Linked DNA regions of Mus musculus: region 1 is linked to region 2. A link is a contact called in public promoter capture Hi-C data. All regions are on one chromosome and are shown on one strand. The core of a region is the stretch at or near the end of the contact, and the rest is flanking DNA. Distances in the headings are between cores, read along the strand shown.

Evidence for each region. Promoter capture Hi-C pulls out the DNA fragments that hold promoters and counts their contacts.
Region 1: a contact with region 2 is called in a promoter capture Hi-C map of neural stem cells. The contact joins the promoter of Mettl21c here to the enhancer-like site in region 2. A contact is called at or near these places in 3 of 39 promoter capture datasets (the C10 cell line, the HPC-7 cell line and neural stem cells), 1 of 15 datasets of contacts at CTCF or cohesin (large pre-B cells), 1 of 484 Hi-C or Micro-C datasets (embryonic stem cells) and 3 of 9 other capture datasets (adipose tissue, liver and pancreatic islet).

What each region holds. Positions count from the first base shown.
Region 1 is chr1:44,016,983-44,023,270 of GRCm38.p6, reverse strand. It overlaps Mettl21c (methyltransferase like 21C), which reads left to right and starts at 3,265. Exons shown (of 5, transcript NM_001013799.1): 1 at 3,265-3,363; 2 at 5,995-6,085. The coding sequence starts at 6,004.
Region 2 is chr1:43,760,069-43,766,016 of GRCm38.p6, reverse strand. It overlaps Uxs1 (UDP-glucuronate decarboxylase 1), which reads left to right. Exons shown (of 15, transcript NM_026430.4): 10 at 1,008-1,127; 11 at 5,453-5,496. Among named protein-coding and RNA genes, the nearest start is that of Ecrg4, 32 kb to the right of the region's middle. Within about 2 kb of position 3,211, at least 11 of the 459 cell types and tissues checked have an H3K27ac peak or open chromatin away from gene starts, as enhancers often do. A contact at or near this core is called in neural stem cells, where this site is marked.

The DNA.
Region 1 (6,288 bases), core at 2,016-4,515, 260 kb before region 2:
CATTCTCAGTGCTTCCCTGTTTGTTGTGGGAGTTTGAGCCACACTCTGGATTCCAGCCACTCAATGCTAATACCACCCCTGTCCACTGATGTGACAAGTAAGCATACCTCTACAAATTGTTCATTGTCCTCTGTTGGAGGGGAGGATGGATTCCTATGAGCACCAGAGGTGACAGAGGTAGGTTAGGCCAGAAAAGCAAATAAAAATCAGGTTTGTGCTGAGGGAGAGATTAAGTGACAATGCCTATTGGCCCTGTCTAGGTCTGTCAGCCTTCAGTATCTTCTCACTCTAGATCTGGCCCACTTTCCATTTTGTAGGGCTTCCCATGAACAGCTGTTCTGAGGAGTGCTTGTTTGAAAGTTCTTTCCTATTGAGCCCGAAGCCAACTCAGGGATCTTACTTCATCAGTGTGCCCTACAAAGTCCTAATCCTCCATGGGTTGGCACTCAAAACAGTGTGTCCCTGTCATCTCCCTTAGATTGCTGTGAACCCCTGGCACTCCAAGGTTCAAGAGCAAAAATAGCAACTGCACCTGCCTGGAGGTCAGTGGATAATTCTTGGTTGGAAAATTCAAGCCTCCAGGCTCCTTTCCAAGCCTCTAAGCAAGACTTACCAGGGATTTTAAAGCTTCTACAGATTTCTGACATAGTTTCCAATGGTCTCAATGGTCTCGTGTTTAAGAAACTCTGATCTAACTCATTTGAGATCCAGGAAACAGTTATGATTTACTTCTCAAAGTTCCCATAGTGCATGTTGTGCCTTCATCTTCATTGGTGGATGGAGGGAGGAAACTGGGTGGGAGAGTGGATGAGGAGGGGAACAGGGATAGGGATCAGGTGCTGAGAGGAGGGGTGGGAGAGAGAACATATTTCAGTGGGGGGCATCTCCAGTACTAGCTGGAGACCTGAAACTGGGGAGGCTTCGGAGCTGGGGATTTGGAGACTCAAGTGGCCATCTCCTTTATCCTGGCAAAACTTCCAGTGGAGGGAGGGGGACACCAAACCACCCACAAAACCTTCAACTCAAAATATCTCATGCCTATACGATGTGCAGGGGTAAAGATGGAGCACAGATGGAAGGAATAGCCAACCAATGACTAGCCCAACAAGAGACCCATCCCATGGGAAAAACCAAACCTGACACTATTAATGATACTGTTATGCTTGCAGACAGGCACCTAGCATACCTGTAGAGGCAGAGACCTACAGCAAAACATCAGGTGGTGCTTAGGAAGTTGTAGAGAAGAGTGTGGAATAAGATTGAATGAACTGGAGATGTCAAGGGCACCACAAGACCTAGAGAGTCAACTAACTTGGGCCCATGGGGCTCATGGAAACTGAACTACCAACCAGACAGCATGCATAGGCTGGATCTAGGCTTTACAGATTTGTGTTAGATGTGCACATTGGTCTTCATGTGAGTCCCTTAACAACTGGAGTGTGTGTGTGTGTGTGTGTGGGGGTGTTATCTCTGACTGTTGCCTGCCTCTGAATTCCTGTCCTCTAGTTGGACTGCATGGTTATGCCTCAGTAGGAGGGGATGAGTTTAGTCCTCAATGGTATCTAAGCAGGGCATCCCCTTCTTTGAGGAGAAGGAAAGAGGATAATAGGGGGACTGGGAGGAGAGCAAGGAGGGGTCTTGTGATCAGGAGATAAAGTGAACAAATAAATTAAAAGCAGTTCTAGAGGCTATCAAAGAGATTATTACAAACAAATCCTAAAATAAAAGACACACTCCCATCCAGCCATTTTTCTACAGTTTAAAAAAACCTACTTTTTAATGTAGTTTAAAATTTTATATAAAAAGTATATAGAAATGACAATACAAAAAGTACTAGTTATGTTGATCTTTTCTTATATTAGGATTAAGTATATTTAATTTCCCTTTTATTCCCTTTTCTTCATGTTGAAACTTTTAGAATGAATATGTTTAATTATTTACAACATATGCACTGCAGTCAGTTTTAAAGTTTACAGGCTAGGCAAGTCCTCTACCACTGAGCAACACTTCAAACCCTTTATTTTATTTTATTTTATTTATTTATTTTTATTTTGAAATAAAGTGCCCTAAATTGCTCAGGCTAGCCTCTAACTTTTGATCCTCTTTCTTTCAACCAGATTACAGTTGTGTGACACCAAGCAATCCATTTTCCAAAATTTCCCATATCTCTTAAACCAAATTGTGACCATGTTGATACTGTTTTCGTGGAGATGAAGGAAACTGGTAGAAATAAGTATTAGAAACAACAGTGTAGCCAGAAAACAGGTATTATTGGGAGGAAGAGAATGTCCAACTGATAGGGTTGGGAAAATATTAGGGCATCTTGTCCCCTCAAGTTACAAGAAAGAAGATCCAGCATGCATGGAACCCTAGGAGTTAGGCAAGGACCCCAAGTTCAGAGAATGTGACAGAGTGCAATAATGATGATGATAGCAGAATGTGTACTAAGGTTGTATAGAGAAGTGAACGTCGGTTTTTATGTGTATGCAAGTTAATCACTTTTACTCTGGATACTTCATTAAGTCCCATCTGCCTGCAGCTTTAATTTTCATGACCTGGATTCTATTTTAAGAGTTCTGGAGCTTCCTCCCTGAGCTTTTTCATGAGCTTCTCGCCATAGCTTTTTCCAGATGAAGTCTTTCTTAAGTTCTCTTCCCTCTGACCCAACTTCAAACACCCTGCAGAGAGGTTTAAAGCTTTAACTTTCGTCCCTTCCTATAAGCAGTTCTCTCTTCCTGGAAACCACTTTGCTTTATTCTGGGTAGTGGCTCCTGTTGTTCTTGGCTGCTAGGCTCAGCATCTTGGGCAGTGCCCTGGGCAGGCATGCCTCTTGAACCACAGGAGTGTTTGCAGGTCTGTGTGAAACCCTAACCACTCAAGCTATACTCCTGTTTATTTTTAATTACATTTCTTTTAGGTTAGCTACAAAGTCCTGGGTTTCATTATGGGATTTTCATACTCATGTGCTACACTTTGATCCCATTTATTGACCTCCCATTTCTTTCTAGAACTGAAACAAAAATTTCCATTTTACCCTGCCCCCATCCACAGAGAACTTGTTTCTATCTAGACATTATGGATCTTTGGGGGACATTCCATTTCAGGTTGGGGCAGGAGAGAAATGGTGGGGAGAGAGGAAGGAGAGGAAGGAAAGAGGAAAGGAAGGAGGGAGGGAAAAGGGAGGGAGAGAGAGGTGTCAGTCTAGTAATGTGTCTGTGAGAGGTCTGGGTAATGCTACCATAAATAACTTGAACTCCAACTAGCTGGCTTTTGATCATAAAGAGCTCATCATTTCAAGTGTGGACCTATATAAAAAACACTGGGGACTTGAGGCCACACAAGCTGCGATCTCTGCTTCATAAGGTAAAGGCATGTTTAAACTGATAATTTGAAAAGGTTCTGAGGGGTTTGAAGGCAATAACCAGGAGTTGCTTTAAGAAAGATCAAATTCTTTAATAGTAAATACTAACGTATGTAAAACTAATGTAAGACTCTAAAAAGGTAACAGTAATTGTACTAGATTGATTTTTCAATACACAAGCTACCTTGTTGACACCAACAACAGTGGTGGGAGGGGTCATTTGACTTCTCAGGAACTGTCACCTATCCCTTATCTGAAACATGTTCTCCCTCCTTTGCATGTGAAATAAAACATCGTCTTAGATTATATTTGTGGTATCCCATGGTGACAGACAGGCACTTTATTACAGGGTTATATTGCATTCTTATTTCATATCCTGGAGGTGGTTATACAGTGAGTGTGTCCACTCCATCGCCCTGGAAGTAGTCATATTGAATGTCCACTCTATTGTGCTGGAGGTGGCAACAGCAGTGGAGGACTGCATGTGTGAGAGAGGCTTTGCTGGATTATAGCTCTCAATCCTCCAACTTCACGTGGTGTCGCAATTAACTCATTTTCAAAGCAGGTTCTGCATAATAGAGCCAACATTCTAACACAGCTTCTCATCACATCAAGGATAGTTTCTGAACCTCACAGTAATGTTTTCTACTTTTAAAAGGTAGAACCATTAACTTCCTGAGGTCATTGAGAAGCTGAAAAATTAAAAGCTAAGAAAGTGTCTGCAAGGGGAAAGATGCTTCTGTGAGGCACATGGGTGGAACACTGTTGGGTAGCTTGGTAAACTGGAGAATTAAGGTAATTACTTGATGGCTTGAGTGCGTGAGCTGATTAAAATACCATATCACACCTATCCATGGCAGTCTAGTTTTTTAGACACTTCCTTCACCAGAGATGCCAGAAACATGCAGCCACATCACATCCATCACAATCTCATTTGACATGGACAGGGACTCCAGGGGCACACATCCTCTGCACATGTTAAAAGATGCTTCCTGGCTGGAGTGCGTCTGCATATACTGCTCATTCATAGGACTGAGTGATTGGAATTAAGCAAGTTCTGTAGGAGTGCTTTTGGCTGGGGTGTCCTCAGTAGCTGAAACAGTAGAATGGGGCAACTTTTGCACATGGCAATAAACTCAAGATAGTAAATGCAGATGACAAAAAAATCTACAAAAACTTGTTAGAAAGATAAAAATGCCAGTGTACAGTGTGGACTTAATAGACACTAAACACTGGGAGTCATTTAAGAAAAACCATGTTGTGCTGGAGTCCCCCGAGTCCCTCCGCTCCAAAGTAGATGAAGCTGTGGCAGTCCTGCAGGCTCACCATGCCAAGAAAGAAGCTGCCCAGAGGTGGGCACTGTTGCTGCTGCTACTACCTCTTAGACAAGAAGAAAAGTCAAAAGCCAAAAACCCCTCATGGCATCCAGCTAAGGTCTGAAGACGTCCTAGTTTGTCTGTGGACCGCCACACCAAGAACCAAGTTGCAAATTCAATAGGTCATTTTGTATCAGAAGGTCAATTATGAAGCACCTATAATTTTTCAATTATAAGAATATATTCTCTGGGTTCTGTTGTGACCCAGATGATAACTTTTTTTTTTCCTATTGTGGGTTCTGGTTTTTTTCCCTCATCCCAGAAATTGGTTTTGATGTACCCAAGACTTAAGTTTCTCAAATAAAGGAAATAAAATATCCATAAAAAAAAAAGAAAAGCCATGTTGAAATAGGCAGCAAAGTGGGTTGCAGCTGTATATCCACTTAGACCCCTGCCTCTGTCACTGATCAACTTCATCTTTATCTGGGATTCTCTTCCCTGACCCACCTCTTAACTGTTGACTGAACATTAGCTTGGTGCAAGCTAATGGTCTACTACTCAGCTACCATTCTGTTTTAATTTTGAGACAGGACCTCTTATATTGCCAGGGCTGCCCTTGAACTTGTGAATCATCTGCCTCACCTCCTAGGTAGGTGGGATAGTGATAGGGGTTATTGTGATTTTGAACATAGTGAGGATCCACACATTCCTAGTGCTGGTAATGTTTCTATTTATCTCACCAACCTTCAAACGGCAGCATCTGCTTTTATACTCAGCAAACACCAAGTGCCCTGGATCTCCCAGGTCCAATAGGCCTATGGCTTTTGTGCCTATCAGTGGTCTCTGGCCAATTCTCTTGTAAATCAGTCTTCTTGTATGTGAGTGAGGGGACTAAGGAGACTCCAAGTACTTAAAGTGGGGAGCCAGATCAGTCTCCTAGCTAGAGCTGTGTTCCAACACAGTCTCAGAGTCTGATCCAAGCTGGGTTTCTTCACAAGTGTCCCCAGTGGCATCCAATTTTGGACAGGCTTTCTTCATTGACATTTCTTCCAAATGTAATCCGAAATAATTTTAACTTCAGAACTTAATGGTGAGCTATACAGTCTCAGATTGTGACAAGGAGCAGAAACATAATGCTCCCAGGTGTACCTGCTCTGGATTACATTTCTCCTTGATCACAGGGGCTGCATCTTACACTGTGAAACTAGCTCCTTGGGTGGCTGCCTTACTTTACTCACCCTGAGGAACCAAGTTGATGAGCAGTGCTCCTGGGAACCTTGCAAGGCTGAGCCTCGAGTGTCTTTTCCCTCTCACCAGGCTCTGGCTATGGATCAGCATCTCCACATAGCCCAGCAGCCCCTACTCTCGGGGACTCCACAGGAAGATGGTTTTGCAGGACCCTCAGTAGGTAAGCTCTTACAGCATTTCTCAGCCATAAGAATATGTGTTCCTTTTAAACTCTATGATTTTTTAAACTACAATAAAAAGGAGCAGAAAACAGAATCCATTACCTTCTAGTTTTCATTGTTATCACTTCCACAATGTCTTATCATGTGTGCAGGTCTAAGAGTGCTATATGTTTGAACAACTTTTAAAACCATCAAAAGGGAA
Region 2 (5,948 bases), core at 1,962-4,461:
GTGTGATATCTGGGCTCGAGAGTGTCCATTGGGAAGCCATGAGAGTGCTGTGGGCAGAGGTAGGAGCAGTAGCTACAGCTACTTCAGGAGTTCATGTGGCCTCTTAGTTTTTAGTTCATTCCAGTTAGCTTGCTTAATGGTTTCGGGTACAAATAGAGAAATCAGCAAGCTTGCCTGTTTATACGTTAGGCAGTAAATGTTTACAGACGTCAGTTGATAATAAGGCCATGCTTTGGAATGTTGTTCCTGAGAAGGGGGAGAACAAGAGGGTACAAGCATCTGATTTGAGCTTTCCTCTGCTGGGCATGCCTGTTTGAGTATTGTAGAATTTCTGAAGGTTTCCAGTCTCTTCAGAGAATAAAGCCATGTTCATCCTCTTCTGGGTCTTTGTCTCATCAATTAAATGCAAATGGAAGCTTTTGAGTTATCTTCTACTGAGAGCTGCATCTCTGCTCTTCCCTCTGTTCTCCTCTTTAATGCATTATCCCCTGCCATCCCCAGGGGATGGGTTCTGAGATCTATGGTGGATTCCTGGAACCACAGACAAGTCTGTGCTGTTTAATGCCATTTTCACCTTAACCAGACCTTTGGCATGCATCATGGCTGTTAACTTGAAGTGCATAACAAGCACATATCTGTTTTCTGTCACCGATTTCTCAGATAGAAGATTCTCTAATAACTCTTAGAGCATGGCCACACATGGGAAAATAGGCACCTGAAACAATTTATATAAGCAGTTTACCCTCACACAACTGTCTTACAGCTTCCCCCACCAGAGTGCCCATACTCCTGGCCTTTCCAGAGTGGAATCTGAGGCAGCTTTGGCTGTGATGTAGCTCTGCATCACCAAGTTGCTTTATGATGAGCACATCACAGAATCAGAACAGAAGTCTTGTCTTTGGAAAGAGGAAAGAATCCTGGTCTCCATCCTTGCAGGAGCCTGGAAATGCAGAAGAGCGCTGCACACTGCAGAGAAGCGCACCTCATATGCTTTCTCTCTGTTCTAGGAAGGTGTGGAAGTACGGGTGGCAAGGATCTTCAACACCTTTGGGCCGAGAATGCACATGAATGATGGGCGGGTGGTCAGCAACTTCATCTTACAAGCACTACAAGGGGAGCCACTCACAGTGAGTACTGCCCAGAGGCAGCCTGTAACCTTTCTTCACACCAGTAAACAAAAGGTGACTTGCTTCAGGGCCTTGATGTTTCCCAGGTGACATATTTCCATGTGTATCTCTGCTACCTTCATGAAAGGAAGAGAAGCATGTGGGTGGAACACAGTGCGGGAATAGCCTTACAGTGAACCTTGGGTCCTGTCTCATTCACCTTGGACAGGGACTGCCTGTGCCAGCTGGCCTGCTTGCACATTCCCCGTGGATCCCAAGCTTGCTTTCCTCTCCTAAGTGCTACCTTGCTGCCCCTTGATGGAGGCTCTATGGTCATACCTGGCTTGTCTTTCCATATCATTTATGGACTCCACCAGCTCTTCCTGGTGGCCTGGCTCTGGATCCACCCTGCCACCATAGTGTCCTATCTTTGTAGTCCCATTCTTGTTCTTTAGCTATGTTCTTTCAGCTTATCCTAGAGCCAACCTTCTGAAGAGGAGAAACCCAAAGATCCTCATCTCAGGGACAGCATATGCCACAGACCTTTCCCTAGGTCCCTATCCAACCCACTCCTGACTCCTTCAGCTCCTGTCTTGCATGTTCTGGGAGTGTTTCCTGGGCATTTTCCCCATTCTCTGTAGACAGTACTAACTGGACCACTCTCTATGAAGGCACCATTGCACTCCACAAATAGTTTTCTTTTCATTTCACTTGGAACCAGTGCAATGCTAAATTTCCAGGACCCCAGCACAACATTAACTCTGGAAACAAGGACCTTTGTTCCTTTGATTCATAGCTGTTAATCTGGCCCCAGCACATAGGCAATATAAGCTAAATATTGGTTGAATTAATGGTCAGGTAATGTGGTGGCTGCTTTTTTGTTGCAGTAAGTGAAAAGTGACTTACGGGTTAGCCACAGAGGCCAGGGGTCTTAGTTGTAACTGCTGGGTAAACCTGTCTTTCATATCCTCTCTTGCTTCATCTGGCTTCTACCCACAGATTTCCTAGATACTTTTAGCCAGCTCAAAGTTAAAGTGTTGGAAATATGGTTCCTGTGATAACATGGACAGATGTTGGTTTCCTATATGGAGAATGTTCATGATTTATATGCAAATTCTAAACCATTTTACAAAAGGGACGTTGCCATCCTAGAGTTTGGTATCTGTGGAGTGCTTTGGAACCAATCCCCAAGGAAACTGAGGGCTAACTATATTTGGGGTTCAGATGATCTCTACTGGGGAGGGAGAGATTCCTGATGGCTTCTCAGCCACCATGTACAGTGACTTACCCAGGGTCAAAGCTACCTTGTTTGCAGAGAAAACTGTTAACAGCTTTTGAAGAAAAAGCTTTTCAATTTATTGCCGCCTTGGCTGTTTCAAGGACTCCATATTAAGAAGGAAAGCAAGTCCGCTGGCAGCCTTAAGAATGCACAAATTGTTGGCACAGGTCATGTCTCATGTGTTGTCTTCAGGCCCGGCATGACTCTCCCAGAGATGTAAGGAGAGATCACTGGCGCCATCCAAAAGCCTTTAATCCATAGCCTGTCAGACATCCCTCTTTCCTAGCCACCCAGGCAGAAGGCCCATGGAGGCATTTAGAGTGTTTTAGGGTTTTATACATTTGTTTGTTCCAAAGAATCGTATTGCCCATCAAGGACCTGATGAATTGCTTGTGCTTTTTCTCTTGGGTTAAAATATCATCTTTCCCTTGTCAGGTGGTTCTGTCTAGAAGTCAGCAGGGTGGTGTGGGGAGAAGTGTGCTGGAGACCGAGCACAACTTTGAGCATAGAGGGCAAGTGGAAACTCAAAGCTAAGGAGCAGAGTGGGAGGCAGAGGATAGAAAAAACAAAGAGGAAGAAACATTTGGGAAAGAGGGCCCTGATGGGACTGACCTAACAGGATTCTTGCTGAAGGAGGCCAAATGGCCCCACAGCTTTGAAGGCTTGGAAAGAGATGAGAAACAGAGGCAGGTATGAGGGTCGGATTCACTAAACAGGGCTTTTTGTTGACTTCTGTGAGAAATATCCAACTAGGACAAGAGACTGACTTGGTTTAGCAGAGGCTGTTATAGCTTAAGTACTTAATGCACACTGTAGAGGGCAGTGCCGTGCATTCAGACAGCTCCCATTGGATTTCCTGCTGCCCCCTCCTCCCTGGACATCTTGGTGACTCCTAGGTCACCATATTGCTGTGACCTGAACATATGCAGCACTTAATCCCCTGAGAGCAATTTTGAGTCTCCAGAATCTCCTTAAATCTCTCTCATCTTGTAAAGTGCAGCTAGAGGGACCATGTAGACACCAGAGTGTAATGCTGTGCAGACTCAAGAGTATAGCTGAGCACCTACTCTGCCTGGCCTGTGGACAAGGAGTAGCTTCTGCCCCGTAGGCAGGCAGGCAGGTCTGTGAGCCAAGAGGGCACATTCACTCTCATCATCAAGGCAGTAAGTGCCTTTCAAGGCTCTGTCCTCATTGCTCCTTTGCTGAGATTTGCTCCGGCAGTTTCTGGATCCTGTCAGCAGACATCTCGATATGTAGTACTGTTTTGCCTTTTCTCGTGAGCCTTCCATCCTCAGGTAGAACCTAAAAACATACATCTCTGAGCTAGGCATGCATGGTCAGTGTTGAACAGAGCAAGCAGGATTTTAAATTGCGTCTCGACAGCATGACAGTCTGGGTGAATTCTCAGTCTTGAACCAAGATCTTGCAGATCAGAAGTGAAATATCTGTGATAGTAATCCTGGGGACTTGGGAGTCTCTCTGAGTGTGTACTACATAGATCTGAGCCTTGGCTACACCTCAGAATCATTCCAGGAGCTTGAAAGTAGTAAGCTTTGTCCCCCCCACCCCCACATCAACTAAATCCAGCTGTGGCTGGTACTCAGGAATTGGTATTTTTAGGGCAGTAGAAATACAACTGTATAGCCCTAGACTGAACCGTTATGCAGACAGACCTAGTCAGATAGGAAGGGTTGGTGGTCTCACAAGAAATAGTTTATCCTACTCACCAGGACCACCTGCTTCCCATTATAAATTGATTTAACTGCTGATTCCTGCCATGGTGGAATTTTTATGAGTGTTCAGGTCCTCTGACTGAGTTCTTGGTTTAGAGGGACCAAGGCTGTTCTAAATCTGTCATCCTATCAGTCATCTAGAGGATCTTAGCTTGATCTTAGCTATATGTTGGAAGTCCCTCAGAGCCAGCTGTACAAATATGAACAAGTCTGGCCCACAGTTTACCAGCCTATCTAGGCAGAATTCTACCACTTATAATAGTCATCCATGTTGGAGAGCTTCCACTGAATATTCGTCACATTATTTGTGTGTAAGGTCTGTCTGTTGCACAAATAGAGTCCAGGATTGCAGTTCCCAGGGTTTTACATGCCTGACAAACAGTAAGACATGGATAGAAGCCGGTTCTTGGACACAGTCTTTTGAAGAAAAACTTGATATATGTGTACACACTCATAGTAAGTATCAGTGCTGAAGTACAGAATATAAGATGTGCTCAAAATGTTCTCATTTTCCTTAATAATTTAATTAAAATACAATTATATCATTTCCTTCCTTTCCCTTCCCTCAATCCTTCCTGTATCATCTTCCTCCAGTATTTCCCATTCCCCTTTACTCCCTTTTAAATTTATAGCCTCTTTTCCTTTGATTATGTTTATTGTTGTTATTATTATTAATTATTATTATTGTTGTTAAACATACAAACATTTAAATACATAAATACACTTTCTGAGTCCATTCCGTGTTGCTTATGTGTATATGATTTCAGAGCTGACTGATCACTTGGTATTGTGTAACTAATTAAGGGGCCCATCCCTGGGAAGACTAATTGTCCCTCTCTGAGTAGTTGTTAGTTACCTGTCGTTCTTTTTCTAGGTTTCAAGCCTTATTAACATGTTGTCACTGGATCTTGTTCAGCAGCCACACTGTTGCAGTACTATGGGTGTATCTTCTTGTCATTTCTTTGAGACACAGTCTCATCTCACAGCAGATTTCCTCTGGCTCTCAGAAGTCTGCCATCCTCTTGTCCATAATGTTCCCTGAGCCTTGGGTAGAGAAATTGTGCTGTAGATGTATGGTGAGGGTGAGCACTCCATGATCAGTTCTCTGTATTTTGGCCACTTGTGGTTTTCTGGGATAGATTCTGTCTGATGCAATGAGAAGCTCCTTTGACGAGGTATGAAAGTTAGAGGGTTTGTAAACCTTAAATTGTTGTAAGCCCATGTCAGTGCTTCTTCAAGGACGGGTTCTGAAGTCAGACCCACGGGATTCCAAGGAGCCCTACTAATAGTGCCAGGGTGTTTTTTCTCAAGTCTAACTCTTGGTTTCCTTCTAGGTCTATGGCTCTGGGTCTCAGACACGGGCATTCCAGTACGTAAGGTAAGGCTCCTGTCATTGTCCTTGGTTCTGAGTAGAAGGCAGCAGTAACTGTGTATTGTACTGTGTATTCTACATGCTGGTTACTTCCACAGCTCACCTGTGCACTAAGCCAATTTTAATATTTGATTGGGAACTTCTTGCTTCTCTGTTTAGAAGATAAAGTTGATTTTGATCCACTATTTCTGTGATTCCTGGCTAATCTTTTACTGCCACCTAGTGTTGCATAGATAAAAGTTATCCAGCACTGAGGGGAGCTTGAATAATTAATGCTGCAGGCCAATTAGTCACCCATCAAACCTGCAGGTTCAGATGTCTGACCAACTTTTGAAAACATAGCTCTTTATCATGGAGAAGTCTTTAAGAATATAAGGTAAGAGTGTCTTAATGGTGATCCTGTCTTGAAGCTGAGGCAGGCTCATATTCCTTAATACTTTTGCTTGATGACTTTTATT